2 separate regions of the Pan troglodytes genome follow, and region 2 is linked to region 1. The links are chromatin contacts, called in public HiChIP or PLAC-seq maps. All regions are on one chromosome and are shown on one strand. Each heading gives the region's core, a stretch centred on a gene start, on an enhancer-like site or on the middle of the called end of the contact. The rest is flanking DNA. Distances are from core to core; before and after follow the strand shown.

Region 1 (2,700 bases), core at 81-2,580:
CTCAGCCTCCCAAAATGTTGGGATTACAGGTGTGAGCTGCCACGCCCAGTCTTCATTGTAGGTCGTATTCTTTCCAGAATATGAACTGGAAACCTCCAAACTTGTTTTTCCAGACTCTTATTAGCTCTCTATTTCTAGTTAGGTTCTGAATTGAGAGACAGTAGGGGATTCAGATGCAGGAGGAAGAAGACCTTTTCTCCAATTTGTGGAGGCAGCTCACATAGCTGAGTAGTGGTGGCAATGGGTGAGCCTGGCTTCCTGCTCAGGGGTGATGTGAACAGCAGCAGTAGCAGCAGCACTCAGCCCTAGCTCCAGCAGTACTAGCAGAGGCTCCAGGAACCTCAGCTGTTCAGAGCTTGTGGGCTCCCATGGCTGTTACTCTGTTGGACGCCTGCAGTGTAAGCTGGAGTATTGGCTCCTGGCTTTCTGCCTGCTGGTGGTAAAGGTGCCAATGTCAGCAGCCTCAGAGTCAATGATGGTAGCACTGGGTAAAACTATTTTCCCTTTCACGCTCCCAGCCCAGAGTTTCCCGTAGTTACTAGTCTCTGGGTAATCTCACATGTTCCCTTTTTGCTCTTAATTAACCCCTTGGATATATATGTAACCAGTTTCCTGTGTTAAATTCTCTCTCTCTTTTTTTTTTTTTTTTTTGAGATAGTGTCTCCCTGCGTTGCCCAGGATGGAGTCCTGTGGCACAATCTCGGCTCCACCACCACTCCTGGGGCATTTTTTTGTATTTTTATTTTGTATTTTTAGTAGAGAAGGGGGTCTCGCCACGTTGCCCAGGCTGGTCTTGAACTACTGAGCTCAGATAATCTGCCCGCCTCGGCCTCCCAAAGTGCTGGATTACAGGGTAATTTAGCCACCAGGCCTGGTTGACACGACCACTTTGGAAGACAGTTTGTAAGTTTCTTATAAAACCAGGCCAGGCACAGTGGCTCATGCCTGTAATCCAAGCACTTTGGGAGGCCAAGGCAAGAGGATCGCTTGAGCCCAAGAGTTTGAGACCAGCCTGCTCAGCATGGTGAAACCCCATCTCTGCAAAAAATAGAAAAATCAGCTGGGTGTGGTGGCACTGTGCCTGTAGTCCCAGCTGCTCGGGAGGCTGACATGGGAGGATCATCTGAACCCAGGGAATTTAAAGCTGCAGTGAGCCACGATTGTCTGCCATGACAGAGTGAGACCCTGTCTCAAAAAACAAAACAAAACCCCAAAAAACAAAACTAAACTTACTCTTACAATATGATCCAGCAATCATGCTTCTTGGTATCTACCCAAAGGAGTTGCGAACATGTCCACACAAAAACCTGTACACAGATGTTTGTAGGAGCTTTATTGATAATTGCCCAAACACAGAAACAACCAGAATGCCCTTTAGTTGGTGAATGAATAAACACTGTCACAGCCTGACAATGGAATATTATTCAGCACTAAAAAGAAATGAACTCTCAAGACAAGACATGGAGAAAGCTTAAATGCATATTACTATAAGGAAAGAAGCCAATCTGAAAAGGCTAGCCACTCCACGATTCCCATTATATGCCATTCTGGAAAAGTCAAAACCATGCAGTCAGTGGAAAGATCAGCGGTTGCCAGGTGTTGTCGGAAGAAAGGGATGAACAGGAGCACTAAGGATTTTCAGGGCAGTCAAACTATTCCGCGTGATACTATAATGGTGGATCCATGTCATTATATATTTGCCAAAACCCATAGAATAAAGCACCAAGAGTGAACCCTAATGCAAACTCTGAATTTTGGGTGATAATGATGTGTCAATGTAGGTTCACTGATCATAACAAAGGTACCACTTTGGTATGGGATGTTGACAGTGGAGGATGCTGTGCATGTGTGACAGTAGGGGTACATACGGGAACTCTATTTTCTGCTCAATTTTGCTGTGAACCTGAAAGTGTTCTAAAAACTAAAGTCTATTTTAAAAAATCCACTGTTTCACCTAATTCAACACTTCACTCCCACTCTGATAATCTCTGGCAACCAATGATCTGTTTACTGTCTGTATTTAAATGTAATTAAAACAATTTTTAAACTGTTTTGATATTTTTATAATAATCAATATATTTTGATTGGACTTTTATAGTGAGCACTTTCTTTGGAAATGAGTGTCTTTGACCTTCAAAAAAGTTATAGTTGTTATCAGTTATCATAAGAGGTGGGGCCCACCTCTTAAAGTAGCAATAAAATCTTATTTATGGTTGAAAAAGGTCAGGTCATTGCGCCACTTCTCTTTGCAGGTTTCTGTGCAATCTATCAGGGGACAGCTGGGACTAATCATTTAAAAAACTTTCCAGCCTGCTAATTTTACCATACCTCACATTTTTGTCATTCCTGGCCAAAATCCAAAGGGCAAGTCCCTTCTGCAGCCTCATTTTTTTTTTCTGTACTTTCGCTCCCCTGACGCAAGCTTCCACTGTCTCCCATCCTAACTTTACCACTACGCCCTCTAGAATGCCTTTTCCTGATAAGCAAAACCCCCCGAGTCGTTGGCGTCTCGGAAGAGGCTCCTCCACTTTCCGGTTTTGGCAGAATCCTTGATCTGAGCCAGGCCTCTTCCCAGGGGCTCTGGCCCTCTTCACTTCCTTTTCCCCGGAGGACTCTGGCTCCCGGGTAGCAAGCAGCCCACTTCCCCGGCCGCTTCCTTCCCCCGGGATGACACGTTTCTACAGGCGGACTCTTCTAATT
Region 2 (2,700 bases), core at 25-2,524, 540 kb before region 1:
GCCCTATCTCATCCTGGAGAAGAGTACCCTCTTCTTAGAACAAGCATCTCACTTCCGTGCACTTCAACTTCGTTTGTGGCAGTGCAGGGTACTTTGCAAAGCTAAAAAGTAGTTTATGCGAAAGGGAGACTCTTTTTCCTTAGAGGATTTGCCAAGTTGTAATTACAAATTCTTTTTGAGATACACGTACATTTTTTTAAAGCTAAATAAGATTTCCCCCCAGTTTTATAACTCAAGAATGTATTTTCTCAAGGACTTGGGAGTCATCTCTTTGAAATGTCATCCCCGTCTCCCAGTTTTGTGGGAGGGTAGGAGCCCAGCTACCAGAGAGCACCTGGCTTCAAATTGTAAACCTACCTCCTGTCATAAAGGTATGAAAATTCATTTTTCCTTTGGATAAAGGCAATTAGCAAACGCAAACGGCCACTGCATTTACCAATGGCCACTCCATCATCAGGCGAATTTAGGATGAACTCTGCGACAAATGGTGTAGTGGAGTCCCCTCCCCGAAGGGCTGTCTCGTTTACCTCGGGAGCATGCGTGGGGTAGGTTGCATCCTCCCGGCTGTTTGATACAGGCTGAGATTTCTGTCTTTGCAGCCTATTTGGCGGATTGCTTGTGATGCACATCACATGCTGGTTTTGTTTTATTTTGTTTTGTTTTTTTTGAGACGGAGTCTCGCTCTGTTGCCCAGGCTGGAGTGCAGTGGCGCGATCTCGGCTCACTGCAAGCTCCGCCTCCGGGGTTCACGCCATTCTCCTGCCTCAGCCTCCCGAGCAGCTGGTACTACAGGCGCCCGCCACCAGGCCCGGCTAATTTTTTGTATTTTTAGTAGAGACGGGGTTTCACCGTGTTAGCCAGGATGGTCTTGATCTCCTGACCTCGTGATCCGCCCGCCTCGGCCTCCCAAAGTGCTGGGATTACAGGCGGGAGCCGCGCCCGGCCTCACATGCTGGTTTAATGTTTGTTCAAGACCCAAACTGCAGTGGAGTTTTGAGGGTTGGCAGGTTTGTTTTTCATCACACGTCCCCGACAGTATAAACCGGCGTAGCTGGACAGGGCCTTGGGAGAATTTGGACAGTGGGAGTAAGGACGAGCGTCGCCTCCTACGCCCGCGGCATCTGCAGCAAGCGCGCATCGCGCACCCCAGGGTAGCAGCGCAGGTCTGGGGCTGCGCCACAGCCGCGCCCGCAGAGCTATTTTTAGCCGCTGCAGCCAGCCTAGCCACCAGACGGGGTGGGCGGCATCCAAGGGCGCCCCGCCCATCGAGGCCCCGCCCACGCCGCGCCCGGAGCCGCGCGGCCCCGAAGCACCCGGCCCGGATCGCAGAGCCCGTGCCCTGCGCCGGCGGCAATGAAGATCTGGAGCTCGGAGCACGTGTTTGGGTGAGGCCGGGCTGAGGGCCGCGGTGGGGCCGTCCAGACGCCGGCTCCTGCTCCCGAGCCCGGCTGGAGCGGTCCAGGAAAGGCCGGACCTCACAGCGGGCCTCGCGGAGATCCCCGCCCCGCGCCGGCCGTTCCCAGACCGCAACTTCGGCGTCCCGGAGAGGGCACGCGCGCTTCCCCGGGACCGCGGTCTGGGCGAGGCTCTGCGCCGGGTACGGCCTCTCCCCCGGCGTGCGCAGGGGCCTGGCTGCAGGCACAGAGGCCCCGCTGGTGGTCGACAGCCAGGGCGGGGGCAGCCGGAGTGGGGGCGGCCGGGGCGGGGGCGGCCGGAGCCGGGGGGGCGGCCGGGGGCCTGGCGCTCGCTGCTCTCCTTGGGGTCGGGAGCCGGGCAGGGGAGAGGCCTGCAAGCTGGCGCCTTTGCTGAGATTGTCATAAACCTTCCGCGCGTTTCACGGAGGGCCCACGGCAGGCTGTGAGCTCTGGAGGAAGCTAAAGGGGCAGAAGGCATTTCGGGGGCCCTGGCCCTGAACTCACTTGTAGGCATGGAAGGCCCCCAAGCTAGCGTGGAAAACCTCGAACTGTTTAAAAATGCTCCCCCGGCACACGGATGGAAGTGGAGGTCATTATCTTAAGTGAAGCCAGGCCCAGAAAGACAAGTATCGCATGTTCCCACTCCTAAGTGGGTGCTTAAAATGTGTTCACATGGATGTAGAGAGTGGAACGTCAGATGATGGAGACTCTGAAGGGTGAGGGGGTGGGTGCAGGGAGGATAATGAGAATTGGTTAATGGATGCAAGACACCTTCCCGGGTAATGCATACCCTAGAAGTCCTGACTTGACCACTACGAAATTTATGCATGTAACGAAATTGCACATATACTCCATAAAATTGTGCAAATAAAAAGAAGAAAAAAGTGCCCTCCTAACCTAAGTGGTATCTTTTCCTTAAGTCAGTGATCTATGACACACTGAAATTATTCTTTAATGTTTATTTACAGCAACAAAGATTTTTTAATTATCTGACCTCACTTAAGCATTAAATGTTTTATTTTTGGGGGAAAAAAAGTACTGCGTGGAAGGAAATTGTCATCCTTTGACTCTTTTTATTTATTTTTTTCGAGACAGAGTCTCATTCTGTCACCCAGGCTGGGTTTTTTTTGTTTTTTGTTTTTTGTTTTTTTTTTTGAGACATAGGCTCGCTGGGTCACCCAGGTTGGAGTGCAATGGCGCAATCTTGGCTCACTGTAACCTCCCCCTCCTGGGTTCAAGTGATTCTCGTGCCTCAGCCTCCTGAGTAGCTGGGACTACAGGTGTG

What was found. HiChIP or PLAC-seq counts read pairs in DNA pulled down with a chosen protein or histone mark.
Region 2: an H3K4me3 HiChIP or PLAC-seq map of stem cell-derived excitatory neurons shows a contact between it and region 1, with 2.5 times the contacts expected there. The contact joins the promoter of PRELID3A here to the promoter of SEH1L in region 1. A contact is called at or near these places in 1 of 7 Hi-C or Micro-C datasets (stem cell-derived neural progenitor cells) and 1 of 1 datasets of contacts at active chromatin or transcription factors (stem cell-derived excitatory neurons).

Annotation. Positions count from the first base shown.
Region 1 is chr17:17,958,377-17,961,076 of NHGRI_mPanTro3-v2.0_pri, reverse strand. It overlaps SEH1L (SEH1 like nucleoporin), which reads left to right and starts at 1,330. Exons shown (of 10, transcript XM_016933255.4): 1 at 1,330-2,700.
Region 2 is chr17:18,494,808-18,497,507 of NHGRI_mPanTro3-v2.0_pri, reverse strand. It overlaps PRELID3A (PRELI domain containing 3A), which reads left to right and starts at 1,274. Exons shown (of 7, transcript XM_063795926.1): 1 at 1,274-1,385. The coding sequence starts at 1,354.